Regions from separate parts of the Mus musculus genome. Here all the other regions are linked to region 3. Evidence: chromatin contacts called from public Hi-C and HiChIP or PLAC-seq data. All regions are on one chromosome and are shown on one strand. Each heading gives the region's core, a stretch centred on a gene start, on an enhancer-like site or on the middle of the called end of the contact. The rest is flanking DNA. Distances are from core to core; before and after follow the strand shown. Region 1 holds the start of Arhgap17 (Rho GTPase activating protein 17). Region 2 holds the start of Aqp8 (aquaporin 8). Region 3 overlaps Prkcb (protein kinase C, beta).

Region 1 (4,488 bases), core at 1,369-3,868, 890 kb after region 3:
AAGCCTTGCCCACAGACTCATCCATCCACCCTCTGCACACAAAGTGCATCATGTTAGCTCATCCTTTCTAGGCATTACTAATCCTCAACCATGCCAGGCCCATGAAACTTCTCGGGGGAATTACTCACGAGCATTCCATCCTAGCGAAATTCCTCACGGCAAGATAGCACCTAGAACTCCACAAACTGATAACTGTAGTCGATTACACAGATAAACTCCTCCTCTATCCAGATCACAGCTGGGAGAAATCTGTGCTAGAAAAGCATTCTTCTTTGCCCAAAGACACCCACGATCTGCTTCTGATGGGAGTGTACCAACCATCTGGCTCACTGAATAATAATTCTCAGTTCTAGCCTCCATTTTTCTTCCTACCCCCTTAGGGTTACTTAAATAGGGAAAACTTGAGCTCGTGTGCGCGCGCACACACACATACACACGGGGGGGGGGGGGGGAGTTATCTAGGAAATCAACGACAAGAGAGCAACAGATTTTCAACCCAGTAAAAACAGATGTTCTGACTTTAGTCTCATGGCTACCACACCCTTACAGCTCTGTAATAGCTGCAGCTTCCCCTGGCATCCAGCAATAAAGACTTTCAAACAGAGTCAAAGGTCAGGGCCAGAATTACTGTCCCAGTATGAATCACTACCACTCCATCCTGTTCATATTTTCCCAAACTTAATTCCGCAGCACCAGGCAATGCAGGACAAGCTGGAGTCCCAGAATTGACAATTTTGACAGGTCATCTGTCCTGGGATGGGAGTCACACACAGACCCTGGGAATCCAAGACTCATAGGAAAGACTCTCCCGGTGCTCAAATAGCCAACACGAGCAGGTAAAGAGGACGTTTGAAGATAGAAAGCAGGTAGCGCATGGCCTCAAGACGGTGCCCATCCAAGACATCAAGGATCTTCTAAGGACATGGAGACTGAGAGAAGTGAAGAGCATGAAAGGTTATCTATCGGCCAGGTGTGGTAAGAGAGGCTTATGGGAATTCCAGGAAGAGGTTAACATATAAGAAACATAGGCCTCCTGTGGGAACTGAAAGTGGGCAAGTCTGGCCAGAATGTAAAACTAGGAAGAGAGACTAAGGAGAAGCAGGGGCCCACAAAACCCTAACCAGCTTTCAAGGCAGAAAGCTCTCAAGACTTTGCATAAAACCAGCAACTTTCCCTTGTCCCACACAGGACGAAACCTAATCAATAACAAATCTAACAAAGGCATTGTGGCAGCCACTAAGTTTTGATTCTGCCATGCATATCTGCAAGGAGTACAAGACTCACAAGAAAATTATCACTTCTCATCATATTTCTTGTTCATGCCATTAGGATTACTCGCCTTGACCCTAGTCTTTCTCTAACTCTACACGCAACAAAAAACTAGGCATGTGTGGGTTTAAGGGGCAGGGACTGAGTCTGGATAGAGGATACCAAGATTACATGATGGAGGGATTTTTCTTCCCTTCTATTTTTCTTTTTAGAAATTCAATAACAAAACTTAGCAAAAGGTTGGGGGAAATGAAACATTGTAAAAAGCAAATTTAGAAAACCCAAGAGGAAGTAAAAGTATTTTCGTACACATAAAAAAAGAAGTGTCTCACGTGCTTCAACCAAACCAAACTGTCCTTAACTGCTAAGGGAGGAGGGTAACAGCAAGAGCTGTGAAAAACCCATCTATCTTCGTGCAGAATAACCAGCAAATTGGTTCGGCAAAGCTATCCGCCCTGCAAGACCTTGAAATATTTGTTCCAGATAGCACAGCACATGACAACAGCCTCCTGAAAGCTCTAAAAACCGCAAATCGTTCCTGTTCTACAGCCTACTCATCTACTGTCCCTCCTGTATTCTTTCATTAAAAAAAAAAAAAATCAGTTTCTTGTCAAGCACTCACTCAGTGTCAGAAAATACCACATCCAAGGTGAGATGAGAAAAGGCATCCTTTTCGCTTTCCAAACCTCTAGACCTCAAGAACTCACAGCAAACTCCCAAAAGCCTGGATTTTGAGACTGCAGTTCTCGATTCCTTCACAGAGGGGAGGGGGGCTGAACTTAACTGGGCAAGCCACAGTAGCCTAACACCCCTTAGGTTCCCAGTGACCAGCAAGCTCTTCTAGGAGGAAGGCTGCAACAGCGGATCAGCGGGGAGAGCCTGAGAACACCGGCCCCAAAGCTGCGCGCCTGGCACTGCGAGAGGCACACAAGTTTACGGAGTTTTCGCACCAGGCGGCGAGCTCCGGCTGGCGGGGACAGGGAGGAGTAAAGACCCTCGTGAGTCTCCCGAGGACGATGCTCCTCCGGCCAGGACAATGGGCAGCGCCCAAGCCGTAGCTAGGCGCAGACCCCCGCCCCGCGGGGCCCAAGGCCGGGCCGCGCCCGGCTCTCCCCGCTCCCCGGCTCCTCGCGCGCAGGACCGGCCCGCCCCCCGCGCGCCCCCCGCCGGCGCGACCCGCGCACTCGCCTGCCGACAGTCTGATTGGCCAGCTGCTTCATGCGGTTGAATTGCTTCTTCATGGCGGCGGCGGCGGTGGCGGCGCGGCAGGCGGGCGGAGGAGAACTGGGGACCGTCTGGCGGGTCCTACCTACATCGCTTCCCGGCCCCGGAGGCGGTGACGGAGGCTACAATTCGGCCCCGCCCCTCGCCGCGTCACTTCCAGCGTCGCCGCCCGCCCCTACCACGAGTTGGGCCGAGCCTAGCCGAAAGAGGCCGAAACCAGAGAGGTGGAACAGGTGCGGACGGACCCAACATGGGCGGAGTTAAGTGGTTCAGGGCGGGGACCAATGAGGCCGCGCCGAGGTGGGTAGAGCCGAGCCGAACAGGGTCGAAACTAGATAGGTGGAGCCGAGCTTGGTCCGGCCGAAACCGGAGAAGTCAGGCGTAGCTGGACGGAGCAGAGCTGGGCGAACTTGAGTGGAGCCGAACCAATCGGTGAGCGGAGAGGAATGGAGTTGAGCCAATCGGAGACGGACGAGAGTGGCTCTGCTAAGAAGAGCGGAGACTACCCCAGCCCGGCACCTGGACACAGCGGTTCTGAATTAGAGCTGGGCAGGATGGGCCGAGCAGAGCCAAACTTAGCTACCTACTCTAGTGGTGACAACTAGAACGCAAGTGAGCCTCGCAGATCCTGGTCCGGTCCGGCAAGGCGGAACACAGGGATGGGGTCTTGTCCAGTCGGACCCGGAGTCAGGCCAGCCCGGGAAGGGGTTTGGGGGGAGAAGAGTCCGGCCAAGCCGAGCGGAATAGTAGTCCTAGACGAGTGATGCCCGGTCAAGTGAAGGCGAACTGAAACGAGCTGAGGTTAAGCTGAGCGAGTGGACCTAACCTATAGCGGCGGGTCAGACCAGGGTTTATCCTAACCTAGCAGGAGTGAGCTGAAGCAGATCTATAGGGTGAACCAGCTCCGCGCCCTCAGTACTTGAACTGGTCCATGGGAAAGGCCAAAAGAGTAGGGTCAATCAGATGAGGACCCCCAGACTCCCCAGCCAAAGGAGACTGGCCTTCCCTAGGCCCCTGCACTGATGGGCCTCTGAGTCCCCGCTGCCATAAATGACCGCGAGGTTCTGATTCCCAGCCCTACAGTAACAGGCTGGGGAACTTGGTGGGATCATTTCGCATTGCTGAGCCCTTTCGTCCAACTGAGCCAAGTTAGTTTTATGACCCGCAGCCATGTCCTCCTGACTTGGCAGCCTTGGCTCCACACAACATTCCCTGTGCCCCGTGGGCTAAGGCATCCTTTACAGGCTGTGCGATGGTTTAAAGTGTCAACGTGACAGAATCTAGAATCACCTTGGAAACAAATCTCTGTGTGTGTCTGTGAAGAAGTTTCTACATCAGGTTAATTGACGTGGGAAGATCCACTCTAAATGTGGGCCACAGCATTCCATCATCTGTGGCCCCAGACCGCAGAAAACTAGCTGAGTTAGGAGCTTTCGTCTCCTTCTGCTTTCTGAACGTGGAGGCAGTGTGGTCTTCCTGCGAGCTGCCTCAAAAAACTGTCTATTGCAGTGCCTTCCCCATCATGGTAAACATCCCTTCCTAGAACTGGAAGCTGGTTTAAATCCTTCCTCCCTCACATTGCTTCTTGTCCTGCATTTTCTTAAAACAGAGAGCAAAATAACTAATGCAGGATGCATCTTGAGCTCAAAGAACAAGAAAATTAAAAATCTGTAGCGATTACAACACAAGTGTGGACCCTCAAGTCAGGCAGCAAACTGCAAGTCACCAACATTAATTACAACAGGAAGTGTTGAAATAAGGCTTTGTTTTGGTTTGGGTTTTTGTTTTGTTTTGTTTTGTTTTGTTTTTGAGGAGTCTCATAGCTGAGAATGGCCTTAAATTACTGATCCTCCTGCCTCCACCGGCCAAATGCTAGAATTACAGGCTTGTGGCACCCCGTCCAACAAGATTTATTAAAGCAAGACAGACAGGACTTCAAGACCATTTGCCAAACCTGAGTCAGCCATTGAGTCACTACATTCAGATGCTACCATG
Region 2 (4,610 bases), core at 355-2,854, 980 kb after region 3:
ACCACCACGTCAGGTTCTGTGGGGTGCTTAGGAGAGGATCAAACCTAGGGTTCAGAGTGCAAAACACGCATCCCACCAACTAAGCCCCTCCTGACCCCATCCCTCCTTTTGTATTTACAAACCCGACTGTCCCGGTCCCTTATGTAAGTTGATTTACGTTGTCCTTTTGTCCCGGTCCCTTATATAACTTGATTTACATTGTCCTTTTGTCCCGGTCCCTTATATAACTTGATTTACATTGTCCTTTTGTGACATTTCACTGTTATTATGATCTTAGGCTTTGTCATCGTGAAAAAGTGCTTTTTCTTCTGCGGCATGCTGTAAAGATTGGACCCTCCTCATGGAGTGTTCTCCAGGTGAACCTGAGGCAATGTATGCAAGGCTCTTAGCCAGCTGCTGGCACTGTAACATCCGAGTGTGCATTCTAAGGTTGGTGGACGTTAATACATATGAACTCTTGCCCGTGGGTGTCTATATGGGTATTACAGGTCTGTGGGGAAGGGGAACTGGTATAGCTCATGGGGTGTCCCCCCCCCCCCGCTGTAAGTTTTATAGCTTTGAAGGGAAAGGTTTCCTGGCAGTTGGGAGCCAAGGGATACCACAAAGCCATTCTGCATGACAAATTTCATACAAGAGATTTATTAGAAGGGAAAAACCCAGGAGGGTGGCTACCTCTGCTCAGACAAGAAGCGGCAGAGAACTGAGCAGAAGACAGGCTTTATTTTGGGCTTAGGGGTAGGGGAACAGAACTTTCCAGGGTAGAACTTTCCAGGGTGGGGATTAGTGGGACTTCAAATCCTGATCTTGGGCTTTTTACTCTGTAGGGCGGAGCTGGGCCACCTGAGTGGTGATTATAGCAGTTGGAGATCCTCAGGGGCAGGGCCTGGCCACTCGCACGCCATGAGGGGCTTACACATATATTCTGAGTTCATGGACTCTGGCATTTTTGTACTGTATCTGGAGCTACCTTGAGTCCTTTTCATTTCTTCACTCATTGAAGCCCTGTAAGGATGCCATGCCATTAGCTCAGTCGCTGTCATTTGCCGATGAAACAGTGAAAGTGACTCGAGCTCAGTGGCACTCAATTGCGTGGTTAGCTCTTGGCTTGTACAAGCTGAGCTGGGGTGTCAGTGCAGGCAGTGTGAGCAGAGGGGTGCATCTCACTGGTGGTTCCCTGGCTTTGGGTAGGTAAGCCCGTAGGTCCTACTCCTACTCATCCCCAGGTTTCCAAAGTCCACCAGCTTTACCATACACAACAGTGCCATATTGTCCCTACTGCCTTAGGCAGCCAGCAGCCATCATCAGCTCACACACTCGCTGGGTCAGGTGATCAGGGTATTTGTGGAAAAGGTCCTGGGTGGGAAAGAGACCCACGAGGATGGTGGAATGTCAATGGTAGCGGAGCTGGCTGTTACTGAGTGTGCAGTGTCTCCTGCTGGGACCTTCCTCAGGCCTGAGCACTCATGCACATGATACAAGCTAACCACGCCTTTCCTGTTGCTGGCACTAAGCCCAGCAATCATTGATCCCACGTGGCCCTTGCCCTGTTGAGATTAGAAAAAAAAAGTTGACTCTTCTGGGCCACCTCCCATTCGGGCTTTATTGCTTTCTGGACACCTTTGGTGAATGTCCCCAGTCCTTTAAAAGCGCAGAGTCCGCTAGACTCTACCTCCAGTCTGTGACCTAGAGATAAGTGAGTACAATCTAGGGCAGCCGGCGAAGCTCCTGGTAGCTCTGGCTCGGATCTTCTTGAGCAGATGTCTGGGGAGGTGAGTCTGTTGCCTGGGCAAGGGCACTAAGGATTTGGTCAAGGCTGGGGGTGGGGGCTTTTGTCTTGGGGCCTCTGCCACCCATGTTTCCTGTCTTTTTTTCCCCCTACGGCAGACACCAATGTGTAGTATGGACCTACCTGAGGTCAAGGTGAAGACCAGCATGGCTGGCAGATGCCGTGTGTTCTGGTATGAGCAATACGTACAACCATGTATAGTGGAACTTGTGGGCTCCGCTCTCTTCATCTTCATCGGATGTCTATCGGTCATTGAGAATAGTCCGAATACTGGGCTCCTGCAGCCTGCCTTGGCTCATGGGCTGGCCTTGGGGCTCATCATTGCTACCTTGGGGAACATCAGGTGAGACCAGACCTCATCATTAGCTTAGTGCCAATCTGGGGAATTCTTGGGCACCCACTTATGGTCTTACAAACGTGGGGGTGGGTCATCTAGCTCTGCAGTCTGTGAAGACTATTAAATAGGAGTCATACTGTTACTACATGTTAAAGTTAGCTTCGAGCCAACATATACCCATTGCTAGCTATTGCCTCTGCTCTATACTGAGCATGATTCAGATATTTGATTCTAGTGACAAACTTAAGAAATAGGTTCTGTTATTTCCCGTTTTATATTTGCAAAAGAGAAAAGTCCACATCACTGAGATGAGGTATTTGCTACCAGGTGGTGGAGCCAGGAGTCAAATTCAAGCTGTCTGGCTTAGTGTCCAAAGCCGAGGGATTGTCTTGGGGAGATGGGATCGTGGGGTGCTCAGTATTCACTACTGTTGCTGCTACTCTTTGGGAGTGAATTGGAAAAAGCAAAGCGCCGGGTTTTTGTCCACTGCGATGCACAGAAAGTGCAGGGGCTTCAACCTGACAAGAGTGTTTTGTTTTGTTTTGTTTTTTAGAGGCAGAAAAATGACCATCCCTTGGTTTTTTATCTGGGTAGGAGCCCAGTAGAATGGGTTGATGGGAGGTGGGCTGTTTCCCAGAAGAGCCAGCTGTAATGGTAGACATTCCGATTGGGTCATCTGACAGGGGGACTGGGATAGGGCTGTTCTCTATCTCACTCGAAATCAGATCTGAGTGAGGACATTGAGTTACTGCCCTCTGGGAAGAAACAATGGACAGTTTATTATCTCTTTAAATGGGTGGGTGGGGGTGCAGGAGTTCTGGGCAGGGTGAAAGGCACATGACCTTCTATCTAGGTAGGCCTGGTGGCTTCCTGGCTGGGCAACCAAGGCGAGCCTCTGAGCTTGTGTTTAGCTGTGTGATGCAGAAGAGGGCAGCATCAGCTTCAGTGAAGCCCGGAGTATGACCAGCAGGCAGAGATGCCTGCTGAACACGCACCAACATCTTGCTTTTGCAGTCAGCTGTACCGACTGTAGGTACAGCACTTTGGCCACATTTCTGAAAGGCCAGAACAAGCTCTGAGGAGTTGGAGTAAACCATGGATGTTCTCTGTATGTGTTTGTCTCTAAGGCCAACTAGGGCCTGGGGTTAGGGCCTGCTCCACCCATCTGCAGCTACCTTTGCTCCTCTCACCCCAACACAAAGCTCTTCGTGGAAAAACGGGAGCGATTTGCACATTTCTGCTTATGGAAGGGACTGGGCTGACTCCAGCCTGCAGGCTCAGCTTGGAGGACAGGCTGAAGTACATATTCCCAAGGGATGTCCCTGTGGTGAGCCTTGGAGCATGTCCTCATGGCTTCCTTCTCTTCTTGGTTGTAGCGGTGGACACTTCAACCCTGCTGTGTCGCTGGCAGTCACAGTGATCGGAGGCCTCAAGACCATGCTGCTAATTCCCTATTGGATCTCCCAGCTATTTGGAGGGCTGATTGGGGCTGCCTTGGCTAAAGTGAGTGGTCCCTGCTGGGATAGGACTAGTGGCTTGGTACTGATGGAGTCCCCTTTCCCCTCTCTTACCTTTGGGTTTGCTTGAAATCTTAGAAATCTTTCTATTAGTCAAAAAGGCTACTTCCCGGGCCAAGGAGATGCCCCAGCAGTTAAGAGCACTGGCTGCTCCTCCAGAGGACCTGGGTTCAGTTCTCAGCACCCACATGGCAGCTCACAACCTTATGTAACTCCAGTCTTAGGGCTCTAACACTCTTTCCTGGCCTCTGTGGTTACTAGGCATGCACGTGGTGCCCTAGCAGGAGACTTGAACATGCCAGAGAAATGGTCTACCATAGAGCTTCATCCCCTGGATGGGCTCTGTATATAATTCCTGGGGCTCCTTCCCTCCATCCCTCCTGCTCCCCCTCCTTTCTATTCTTCCCTTCTCCCTCACTGTTGACTTCCACCAGTGCCTGTCCCCATGAGACTGACTCACTTTCAACCACTCACTCTGTTTTCTCAAGGCCCTCAGGTCCCTCAATGTCTTCATCTTGGAGAGCTTGAGGCAAGCTAGTTTTGCGCTCTTTTTCTCAGCGAAGATTATTTAGGGGGACTAGGGCCCAACACCCATTATCCTCAGTTTTCAAAGGTGCAAAGCAAGGCTCAGGGAAGTCTTGCAGCTTCTTCGGTTATACATGAAAAGGGGAGAAGCTGGGAAACAGACATGGCTCTGCCCAAATGCAGATGGGTGGGAGCACGGACCTGTGTCAGCTCCCAGCGTCTCTCGTCTAGGCTGAGTGGCTTTTCCTCCACAGGTGGTGAGTCCAGAGGAAAGATTCTGGAATGCATCTGGGGCAGCCTTTGCCATCGTCCAGGAGCAGGAGCAGGTGGCAGAAGCCCTGGGGATAGAGATCATTCTGACAATGCTGTTGGTATTGGCTGTGTGTATGGGTGCTGTCAATGAGAAGACAATGGGCCCTTTAGCCCCATTCTCCATTGGCTTCTC
Region 3 (4,710 bases), core at 1,029-3,528:
TCCCCCATCCAGACCCAAGCAACCTTTTCTGAAACTGTTTATGAGAAGTTGCACCTGGACAGAGCATGTGCAGATTCTTTTCTAGACATTATTGTCCAGATAATGTAGCCCAGCAGTTACATGGCATCTATACTGCACTGGATAGTGTAAGTAATATAGAGATGGTCTTAAAGTATGGAGGAGGATTTGAGCTGGGTATAGTGGTGCATACTACTGTATTCCCAGACCTCAGGAAGCTGAGGCAGGGGGATTGTAAGCTCTGGGACACCCTGGACTATGGACCCAATCTAAAAAAATTTTTTTTTGCTAAGTATAATAAATGGGAGAACATGCATTAATTATATGCAAACACTGTAGCCTTTTAATATAAAGGACTTGAGTGTCCATGGACTTGAGTATCCATGGGACTCCTGAATCCAAATGGTCTCACAGATACAGACTGAAAAACTAGATGTTAAGTACTACACAGAGAAAGCCGGATCTGGAAAGGAGGGTGAGGAGAACTTGCAGTTTTAGCTGAGGTCTGATGAGTGAGCTACAAGATGGGGACTTTTGATTGAAGGCTTGCAGGAAGTGAAGGAGGAAGACAGGTGGTTCCCTGGAGGGAGGTAGAGGCACAGCACCTAGGAAAGCCACAGCATGGATGCTCTTGGCTCCTGGACCACTGTGTGTGCCTGCATGCCCGAGGCACAGCAGGACGCTGTGTTATATTAACTGGTACAGCCAAGAGAGCAAAGCCCAGCAGAATGCTTCGTCATCTGCTATAAAGATTGCTCTTTTTCTCCGAGTACAATAAGAGTCTCTGGTAGGTCCTACAACTCCTTGAAGGTGTGTAATTATCATTCGATTTTTTTTTCTCCTCAATGACAGCCAGCGTCGTCTCTTGACTTTCCACTAGGCAGAAGCAGCAGGCATGGAGCATGTGCAGTATCGTTTAACCTCCAAGGGGCCAATACACTTCCCCATTGTATAGATGAGGACAGGAAAGTTAGAAGGTTTAGTAAGGGGAAGCAAGAAGGCTTGGCAAGTAAAATGTTTGTGCGTCGGTATGAGAACTGAGCTCTGCCGCTCCGTGGTGCTGCAGGCCTGCAATCTCCTTGCTGGGAAGGCAGAGACAGGAGAATTGCTGGGGTTGCAGGCCAGCCAGTCTAACCAGGCTGATGAACCCTAGGTGAGAGTTCGGAGTAAGAGACCCTACCTATAATCACACACCACACACACACACACACACACACACACACACACACACACACACACTGGTGAGCAGGCGTGGTGTCAGAGGTTAAACGACTTGGTCAAGGTTACAGAGCTAGCACTTGTTATCTGGGATTCGACCTCCTGTCTGTCTTAATACAGAGACCTTAACACTTAATTATACTGTTGGACAGTGTTTTAATTCTTTAGGGATAGTGGAGACCCTGTGGCTTTTGGACCATAAAATTAAAAACTCTTTGCCAAGCTTGGGTGCGTGCATATCAATCAAGCCGAAATGAGGACTGCTCTGCGAACTGGGGAAGAAGGCTTCTTTTTTTCCGGAGAGCTCAGACCAAGCCACTGACAGCTCATTTACGTGATTCGGCTGCAGTTTGACAATCATAGTACAAGACTTGCATACAATTAGTCTGATGGTTCTTACACAGTCTCTTGGAAAAAAGAAAAGCCTTTGGAATTTTCCCTCTGTTTGGCCTTCTGCATGATGTAACCACGGCTTTATTTAGTTGGTTGTCTACCCCGGAATAGTGTGGTCTGCTGCCTTCTGCATCACTGTGGGCTGATTGAGGTCTTGTTTTCCTGGAGGGCAGATGCTGTTGCGCAGACCTGCTCTGTGGCTCTCCTCCCGCAGGATCATTCAAGCGAGCAGAACACGAAGGCAGAATTTCTTCTGTGCATGACAATGATTGCTCCAAGAGTAAGCTGGAGTCCTGTTAAATATGCAATGCAAATGGATTGTAAATGAGAAGTCTCCTCCGCAAGGGTCGGGAGGTCTGAACTCTGGGGGCCTCTCCATCCCTTCTTATCACCTGGCTCATGAACCTGACACCCCTTTTACAATCATCTTTTCTGGCCACCCAAGAGCTCCTAATGAGGGCAGAAGCTGCCTGCTCGTGTAACCCTTTCAGACACCTGGTGATTGGAAACTGGAGAGACAGCAAGCTTTCGATGCTCTGTCAGATGCCCTGAGTTATCATCAGCTGCCTGCTGGGCTTTGAGAAGGGCTGGGAAGGCGGTGAGAAGGCTGGGTAGCGGACTGCTATTGTCTGTGCCTCCTCCTCCCACTCTGAGCTGCGTGAGGCAGCCAGGGATGGCTGGATTTGGGCTCTCACGCAGCTGCCTTCTCTGACCCTCGCTGGGTGCCTGCCTCAGCTCAGAGAATCAGTCTCTGCAGGGATTTGGGATGAGAGCTAAGAGCCTGCTCCCCGGGTTGAAGATCAATGAGCCTTTGATTTTGTTTCTTCTTCCAGTCTAGCCCACTGTCTTTGCCTATAGCTTAAGAAACCCCAATCTAAGAGGCCTTTCAAATTGAAAAGTGAACTGGTCTGTAGGAAATTGTGGTTAGTAGAAAAAGACAAGTCATCAAAGATCCAGCTGTCTCCAAGGACACCCCGTGCCATCTTTTCCCTTCTTTCTTTGAATTTTTCTTTCTTCGTTTTTCCACCCTGCCTGGTGCTGAGGCTGGAACTCAGCGCCTTGTGTGAGTCAAGGCAAGCCCTTACCACTGGAGCTACCCCCAGCCTCAGCTTATTTCTTTGTTTTGTAGAGGCAGACACTTGACAGCTGTCAACCTGTAGGTAGCAGAGGAAGCCTAGAGTGGACAAAGTCCCGAGTGAGTGTGTTGTTGACATGGGCAACCCTCAGCAAGGACCCCAAGGCACTGGACCCATGGAAAATTGGCAAAGCCATTTACCCACATGGACCAGGCTCAAAAGGGCAACAAAGCTCTCTTCTGGGTCTGAGTGTTTACAGATGATTGGTCAGTGTGTGCAAAGACTAGCAACTGTAGCTTCCTCTTCCTCATCCCTAATGCTTACAGTCTGAGACTGCTCACTTACAGAGACTTATTACTGAGATCAGCGAACCCTGATCCCTGTGCTGTCCCTAATGAACACACCAGCGATCTAGGTTGCTAGAGGTCGTAGGTGCCTTACAAAGAGCATACTCCCACCTGAAGGGGGGTGAGGGGAGAGCATGTATGTCCTTTCAAGACTCAATGCATATGGGGACCAGCATGTATATATAGCACAGTCTGTACTAGGCACAGTGCTTAGTTCTTTTTAGTACTGATATGTTTTTCTCTTTGTTTATAGTTGGGGAAACTGATACTCAGAGGACTTTACTGACTGAGGCACACAGACAGACATGGACCTGGAGAGGGAGCTGAGAGTTCTAGATCTGGATTGCAGGCAGCTAGAGGAGAGAGTGATACTAGGCCAGGCATGAGTGTTTGAAACCTCAAAGCCCACCCCCTGTGACACACTTCCTCTAACAAGACCACGCCTACTCCAGCAAGGTCACACCTACTCCCAAAAGACCACACCTCCCATTAGTGCCACTAACTGTGAGTTTATGGGAGTCATTTTCATTCAAACCAACCCATGAAATTACCCACGGTGACTTGGCTTGGTGCATGAGCGTAACTGAAGTCTGATTCCTGTTCTGTTGAAGCTAAAGCCTAGGCCATTAGCCATTGTGCCCACACTGAGACTTTAGGAATGGAAATGACTTCAACTTGAGGGGTAGGTATGCTTTCCCTCCAGCCTTCAGCAAACACACAGCTTCCATTTCTCTTCTGCCTTGGAGCTGCCAGCTTTTCCCGTGGGGTTCTCCTTGGCTATGTATGGTTTACCAGATCTCCTCAACTCATGATGTTAGTCTAACCTGGGCTTAGTATAATCTCTTCTCAAGAGACAGGTTAGGCGACTTTCTGTTACACTTTTTTCTAGACATGATAGACAGGCAAATATTAGGATCTAGGTTTCTTCAACAAGGATATTGCTCTGCAGGTTTCCAGAGAGGGCCTCCTGCCTGGGACATGAGCCTGAAAGTCAATGCAAAGGGTTATTTCTGTAGCTTTGTCATTGGTGAGTCTTAGGCACGGGGTGCATTGGCTAGCCCCAGCCCCAGCCCCAGCCCCAGCCCCAGCCCCAGCCCCAGCCCCAGCCCCAGCCCCAGCCCCAGCCCCAGCCCAATCCTATCAGCAGATTATGTCTTTAGAGTGTTTATTGTGGAAAGAGATGGAGGTGCTGGCTGCCTTATGTCTCTGGTCAGTGTTCAGCAACTACTTGCTGAGCATAAGAGTTGAAACAAGAATGGACTGGAGTTATGGTTCAGTGGTTAAGAACATTCGCAGCTCTTGCAGAGGACCTGGGTTCAGTTCCCAGCTCCTAGTGGTACTCACTGCTGTCTCTAACGCTCGTTCTGAGGAATGTGTCATCTTCTGGTCTTCACAGGCAGCAGGCATAAGGTGGTGCACATGGATACATTCAAACACTCATCTATACAAAATAATAAGAACAAGCTTTTTAAAGGGGCAGCGCCTCCTCCCTACCTATTCAGTAATCCCAGCTCTGTGTATTAACTTGGGCCAACCTTGCCTTTCTCCAGCCAGCACACTTGGTAACAGGAAGAAATGCTAGAGCTTCTTGGTTTTTGTGTTTTTTGTTTTTTTAAGAACCCTGTGGTGACCTATGAGGTAATTCCTATTCCATGTTG

Evidence for each region. A called contact is a pair of places that touch in the nucleus more often than the background predicts. HiChIP or PLAC-seq counts read pairs in DNA pulled down with a chosen protein or histone mark.
Region 1: an H3K27ac HiChIP or PLAC-seq map of embryonic stem cells shows a contact between it and region 3, with 3 times the contacts expected there. The contact joins the promoter of Arhgap17 here to the enhancer-like site in region 3. A contact is called at or near these places in 4 of 39 promoter capture datasets (the C10 cell line, hippocampal neurons, liver and 1 more) and 3 of 115 datasets of contacts at active chromatin or transcription factors (embryonic stem cells and microglia).
Region 2: a Hi-C map of embryonic stem cells shows a contact between it and region 3, with 5 times the contacts expected there. The contact joins the promoter of Aqp8 here to the enhancer-like site in region 3. A contact is called at or near these places in 16 of 39 promoter capture datasets (the 3T3-L1 cell line, 3T3-L1-derived adipocytes, the C10 cell line and 10 more), 2 of 15 datasets of contacts at CTCF or cohesin (embryonic stem cells and stem cell-derived epiblast-like cells), 44 of 484 Hi-C or Micro-C datasets (B cells, the Ba/F3 cell line, the C10 cell line and 25 more), 3 of 115 datasets of contacts at active chromatin or transcription factors (astrocytes, embryonic forebrain and embryonic stem cells) and 4 of 9 other capture datasets (adipose tissue, embryonic stem cells, liver and 1 more).

What each region holds. Positions count from the first base shown.
Region 1 is chr7:123,367,297-123,371,784 of GRCm38.p6, forward strand. Arhgap17 (Rho GTPase activating protein 17) reads right to left here and starts at 2,619. Exons shown (of 20, transcript NM_144529.2): 1 at 2,458-2,619. The coding sequence starts at 2,510.
Region 2 is chr7:123,460,690-123,465,299 of GRCm38.p6, forward strand. It overlaps Aqp8 (aquaporin 8), which reads left to right and starts at 1,605. Exons shown (of 6, transcript NM_001109045.1): 1 at 1,605-1,769; 2 at 1,885-2,129; 3 at 3,500-3,626; 4 at 4,420-4,610. The coding sequence starts at 1,758.
Region 3 is chr7:122,476,238-122,480,947 of GRCm38.p6, forward strand. All of the region lies in intron 5 of Prkcb (protein kinase C, beta), which reads left to right. Among named protein-coding and RNA genes, the nearest start is that of Gm51497, 180 kb to the left of the region's middle. Within about 2 kb of position 2,279, at least 59 of the 459 cell types and tissues checked have an H3K27ac peak or open chromatin away from gene starts, as enhancers often do. A contact at or near this core is called in cerebellum, cortical neurons, embryonic forebrain and 6 more, where this site is marked.